2 separate regions of the Sus scrofa genome follow, and region 2 is linked to region 1. Evidence: chromatin contacts called from public HiChIP or PLAC-seq data. All regions are on one chromosome and are shown on one strand. The core of a region is the stretch at or near the end of the contact, and the rest is flanking DNA. Distances in the headings are between cores, read along the strand shown.

What was found. HiChIP or PLAC-seq counts read pairs in DNA pulled down with a chosen protein or histone mark.
Region 2: an H3K27ac HiChIP or PLAC-seq map of alveolar macrophages shows a contact between it and region 1. The contact joins the promoter of MBTD1 here to the promoter of NME2 in region 1. A contact is called at or near these places in 2 of 5 promoter capture datasets (fetal liver and liver), 2 of 47 Hi-C or Micro-C datasets (liver and skeletal muscle) and 1 of 2 datasets of contacts at active chromatin or transcription factors (alveolar macrophages).

Annotation. Positions count from the first base shown.
Region 1 is chr12:27,438,139-27,441,093 of Sscrofa11.1, reverse strand. It overlaps NME2 (NME/NM23 nucleoside diphosphate kinase 2), which reads right to left and starts at 1,565. Exons shown (of 5, transcript NM_001044610.2): 1 at 1,414-1,565; 2 at 953-1,082. The coding sequence starts at 1,078.
Region 2 is chr12:27,524,866-27,527,820 of Sscrofa11.1, reverse strand. It overlaps MBTD1 (MBT domain-containing protein 1), which reads left to right and starts at 1,409. Exons shown (of 17, transcript XM_021067227.1): 1 at 1,409-1,658. UTP18 (U3 small nucleolar RNA-associated protein 18 homolog) reads right to left here and starts at 1,641. Exons shown (of 14, transcript XM_003131596.5): 1 at 851-1,641. The coding sequence starts at 1,240.

The sequences.
Region 1 (2,955 bases), core at 316-2,815:
CTCTATAACAGGGTAGGTTCTCTAAAAGCCCTGATTTTAGCCAGGATTCATAAGGTGTGGTTTTGCTTTTTATAATCCCATCCAGGAGCTCCCGCTGTGACACAACGAGATCAGCAGCATCTCTGAGGCACTGGGACTCAGGTTGGATCCCTGGCCTGGCACAGTGCGTTAAGGATCGCACTTTAGGCCGTAGCTGCAGCTGGGATCTGATCCCTGGCCTGGGAGCTCCATATGCTGCAAGGCAGCCAAAAATGAAAAAAGTCGGTGGTTTGAGGATCTAGATTTAGGAAGTTAACTGTCGGCTGGAATCAAAGGAAATATGGCAGCAGCCATATCAAACCCTCTGGCCCACAATGCCCTTTTAAACATTTCAGACTTGAACTGAGAACCACCTCCTCTTCACTGATGAGTTTAGTTTAAATTTCAGTTCTTATTTATCCCTTACGGGTCCGGATCCAAGCCCCAATTTTAATGTGGAAAATAAAGTTACTGCCCTAAGCCAACGAGAGCCTGCAGAAAATAAGCAGAAGAAAGAGCACCCCCCTGAAAATCTCAAGCCTCTCAAGAGTTGCAAGCTAAAGCACAAAAGGATTCCACCCTCCAGCCCCAGCCTGGGTGGACCCGCGTGGGCCCGAGGCTCAGGCCTTCTCCACTCCCTGCTGCCCCCCTGCGGCCCACGGCCCAACGCAGCCGCGGGGAGGAAGCAGCCCCGGAGCCCGAGTCACGTTACCTCCGCTTAACCTTCCAAGGGCGTCTTTCCCCCCGGGCTTCGAGGAAGGGTCAGTGGGGCCGAGGCACCCTGGGGAGGGGACCCAGGGCAAAGAGGTTCTCGCAGGGGCGAAATCATTCGAGGGGGGGTCTCTGACTGGGAAAAAAGACCTGCATCGCCACTGGGGTAAGAAGTACCACCCGCGACCCTGAGGCCGCAGGGGCAGGGAAGCGGGGCATGTACCTGAAGGAACTTCAAGGCAACGAGGCGGAATCCCTTCTGCTCGAAGCGCTTGATGATCTCGCCCACGAGACCGCGCTGGACGCCGTCCGGCTTGACCGCGATGAAGGTGCGCTCCGCGTGGGCCATGGTCCTGCAAGCGGCAGGTGCACTCAGGACCCCGCGGCAGGGCCCACACAGGCCGCACCGGGGCCCCGGACCCGGGCCCCGAGGCCACGTGGCACCCGCCCCCGCCCGCAGACGCTTCTGCGGGGACACGTGGCCTCCCGGAGGCCGCCGCCCTGCCGCCGCCCCTCGGCCAACCCGGGCGCCAGCGGAGGGGACGCGGCAGGGGCCCCGAGAGGAAGGCCGGGCCTGCGGGGCCGAGCGGGGGGGGGGGGGGGGCCTGCGGCCCGGGACCGGCCGGCCGCAGCGCGAGCGGAAAGGGGCCCGAGGGCGGGAAGGCGAAGGAGCCGCTACCTTACCGGTTGGAGGGCGGGCAGCGAGCAGCGGTGGAGAAGTGAGCGGAGACCTGAGAGCGGAGGGACCCCCGCGGCCTGGAGCCCGCGGAGGAGGGGCCCACCGCGGCCACACCCCGGACGGCCCGCCGCCCAACCCGCGAGGCGGGAGGCGGCCGGACGACTCTGTCCACGCCCCGGGTTTGCGGAAGAAGCCGGGGAGGGCTCCTGGGCCAGGAAGTGGTTTCCTCTCCACCTGGACGTGCCACGGTAGGGCCGCGGGCGTCCAATCCACCTCCTTTCTAAATTGCCTCCCATCGCGCGCCCGCACGAAAACCTGTCCCGCTCTCGAGGCCGCATCCCGGCCGGTACCTTCTGCTTTCCCCCTCCGCCGAGCACCCAGAGCTAAGCTTTCTCGCCTCCCGCTCAGGCACCACAGGTCCTTATTCTACCTGTGAAATCCAGTTTCCCCTTTCCCTCCTCTCTGCTGGAGCCCTGCTTCTAGCCCTCCACCTCCCTCATCCGAACCGGCAGCCTCCCAGTGCGCCTCAACCTCACATCTTTGGCAAGGAGCCTCCCTCAGAAGGCTTCTCAAACACTATCTGACCCCTCGGCCCTGCTCTGATGACTCATCCTGCCTGGAGGATGGCATGAATGCTCATTTAGCAAAATACCCGGTGATTTCCACAGAGTGCCCGGCTCCGTGCTGCCTGTCTCCCCACCCACTTTCCCAGACCAATTTCGCTGCCCTGTTCCCACTCAGAAATGATGATCTCTGCCCCAGTATTATCCTGCGGTCAGATTATCCAGTTCAGCCTGAGATACACCCTTGACTAGATGCTAGATTCTCTCATAGAAATCAGGCCTGACAGGAGTTCCCGTCGTGGCGCAGTGGTTAACGAATCCGACTAGGAACCATGAGGTTGCGGGTTCGTTCCCTGCCTTGCTCAGTGGGTTAAGGATCCGGCGTGGCCATGAGCTGTGGTGTAGGTTGCAGACGCGGCTCGGATCCCGCATTGCTGTGGCTCTGGCTAGGCCTGCGGCTACAGCTCCAATTAGACCCCTAGCCTGGGAACCTCCATATGCTGCTGGAGCGTCTCAAGAAAAGACAAAAAAAAAAAGAAAGAAAGAAAGAAATCAGGCCTGACATATGTTTGCAGACAATCTCTGTCTCCTCTCTGCCTGCAAACCACTAGCTACGCTTCGGTGATACCCAGCTTCCCTGGAGGAGCCAGCAAGCCCATCCTCTCAGTATGTGTCCTGACCCCTGTACAGCAGTGTTTGTAGCCTGAGATGGGCAGAGCCCCAGTGTCTCTATTCTCAGGGCAGTGAGCTGACCGCAGGAATCCTGGGTCATCCCCCTAGTGGTCCTGGCACCCCGCCGATAACCTGTGTTGGATGACATGGCTCTATTACCCCTTGCAGGCTTTTCAGACTTCTAGTGTAGGGCCTTAAATGAAACCACAGTACACTGGCAGTCTTTATTCCAAAGCAGGGACACCCCGTGTTCCCTTGGGCCTCAATCTGCAGTACACTTTTATTGGGGCTTCCTTTTTAGAGTTATCACAT
Region 2 (2,955 bases), core at 160-2,659, 87 kb before region 1:
AGGTCCATATTCACTTATCAAATAGAGTAATTTTCAGTAAGGCTTTGCTTGGCCATCCGATGTAAAATTTCATAGGCCTCCTCTACACACACTTATCTCCCTTTCTCGAGTACCTTTATTTTTTCTCTTCAGCACTTCACTGACATACCTGAACTTTATCTTCTGCCTCTACCACTAACACAAAAGCGCCAAGAAGGAAGGGATGTTTTCCTGCATTGCTGCTTCTCTTCCAGTGCCTAGAGAATGCCTAGAAATAGCCTATCTTGGAATAAAAAACAGGTTCAGGATTTAAAAAAAAAAAAAAAAAAAGAGGCAAAAAGTGTGCAAAAAATATTATGCAGGGTTCTCATTGCCAGGAAAAGTATCTGGTGCCAAACTGGCCCACAGAGATTTACTGGCTAGACGAAGGCAAGATCGTTCTCAAAAGCTAGCTAGTCTATCATATGGATAAACTGTTAAAACAGACTCTCAGGCCCGTGCCCATGAATTCTTACTCCACAAACGAGGTGGAATCCCCGAATCACAAGATATTGAGGCAGGCTACTGAACGGCCAAGCGGAAAGGAGCACCGAGTTTAGGAGATGATGGGGTTGAGCTGCGAAAAATGCTCAAGACTTTCAACACAGATTAGTATGTATTGAGCGCCTGCTAGATACCTGGGAAAGCGGTTCCCAAGGGAGTGAAGCGCTGTCTCCGCCCTCCGGAGACTTTCAGAGTGGCACCCCTGGGCGCCCGCGTTCCCGGCTCCCTCCCACCTGAGAGCTCCTCTGCGCCGCAGGTCTCCCAGGCTCCGCCCCTGGAGACTCACCGCCCACCGAGCGCCCAGCCCGCGCGCCTCGGCCTCCCTCACCCGCGGGCCCCGCAGACGCCGCAGCAGCGCGTCCTCGTCGTCCAACACATCGCCGAAGACCAGCTCCTCCAGGCACTGCTCCACGGCCGGCTTGTCCTCCTCCAGCCTCAAGCGATTCCGCTGCCGGAGCCGTCTCTCCTCCTCCGCCGCGATTGCTATCGCAGCGGCCGCTGCTCCCGGCGGGGCCGGCGGTTGCCGCTGGGATGAAGCAGCAGCCTTTCGGGGCGGCCCAGCCCGCCCCAGTCCAGCTCTCCGGCCCGGCTTCACTTGGGTCTTCCGGCCCGGTCTCACTCCGGGTGTCCTGTCCGGTCTCGCTCGGCCCCTCCGTTCCGGCGGCATCCTTGGGTTTGAGAAGGAACGCGGGCGCTCACGTGGAACCTCACTGCGCATGCGCCGAGGCCCCTCGCTTTCCGCTGCTGCTGGGGCTGCCGGAGGCCGGAAAGAGCCTGCAACGCCTGTGAGCACGTGACCAACACTCTCTCGCTCTACGTAACGCCCACTCCCCGCAAGAGCTCCTCCCCGTGTGGGAGTTCCTCCGGGAGGACCAATCTTCCGAGTAGAGGGGGAAGCGTCGTAACTGGAGTGGGAATTTTCTTCCAACACAACTTCGCAGCTACAAGTGATTGAAAGGAACGCAAGAATGCTAGGGTATAAACTGAGGTGACGGGATGAAATTTCTCCTTTCCTTCCTGACTTTTAACCACTTGACTTACACGAGCCCCAATTGCCTTTTCCACCCCTTCGTCTTGGTACGGCCCGTGGAGTACGGAGCCTGCAGAGGGTCCCATGCTGGAAGACTGAGAGGAGGGTATGTAGGGAAGTGGGCCAATCGGGGCGCGGGTCACGGCGCAGGCGCGCTAGGGAGGGAGGGCTATGCTAATGTTGTTGATATCCTGGGGCCACCCGAGTTAAAGGGGGGAAATCCGGGGGCTGCCGCAGCTGCCACCGGTCTGGGCCCATCCGGGGCCCCCCCTGTAGTCGCCATAGTTCTGGGCAGAGGCGTCTGCCCCCAGCTCGGGAGGGGGCGCCGCGGGCCTGGGGAGCACGGACAACCCCTACCCATGAGGCCCTGATGGAAAACACAAAGGATCTGGTGAGAGCCGAGCGCGGCAGCTGCTTTGTGTGCCAGGTGGGGGGGACGCCCGCAGCTCCCCAACCTCAGGAACCCCTGCAGCTCCCTGACCCTGCTCCCTGGCCTGCTTCTCCATCCCACGCCCCCTTCACCTCCGGAGTCCCCCTCCCCCCTGCCGGCCGTTAAACGATGCGGGGAGAGGGGGTTTCCCCTCCCCCCACCCGCTCAGCCCCGGACTGTTCGGGGTTCTCTCTCTCCCCCCCCCCTCCTCCGCTTTCTGGACGAGAAATTTTAGAAGAAAGTTATTCTTTGCGTCCCGCCCCCCTCCTCCTTCAGCTCTGGCTGCGAGGGGGGCAGACTGGATTTGAGAGTTCCTTTTTTGGCCGCTCAGGGTCGCAGAGTGGACGCCTCACCTCTCCCAGGGGGGCAGAGTTTCGGTGCTTTGCAGGGGAAGGCGCTCTCCGCTGTGGGGCGAGTGCTGCGAGGCGTTTCGCACGTGGAGGTGGAAAAATTGAAAGGGGGCGGGGTGGGCACGTGTGGGAGGGAGAGGTGGGAGTGGTGTTTGGGAAGCTGCCGACGAGGCAGCCTATTTACAAGGGTCCTAAGTCGGAGGGCTTTATGACCGTCGCGTTCCCTTTTGTGAAATGAGAATCCTAACATTTCAGAGTCGGAAGAGACAGTAGAGGTCACCCAAGGCAGCCGGCCCCCGTGCAGCCTCTCTGAAAAGTGGTAGGTAGCCTGGCCTCTGCCCCAACCCTTACAGACGCGCTCGCTGCTTCCCAGGAAAGCCCTTTCCGTTCACTTCTGATTGTTGCTGGCCTGCCCTTATGAGACTCATTAATGTCCCTGTTAAGTGGATTCCGTTTTTACTTCTCATATTTTCTCTCACATCCTCCTCACCCACCCACCGTTCACTGGCCTATATTTTGTGTGCCAGGAAAGCAACAGCAGGGAAGTGAAGGAAGGCGGGCTGGAGAGAGAGTGAGGGCTGTCTGAAGACTTGTCTAGATGAGGTCAAATGAGCTGGCTTCGA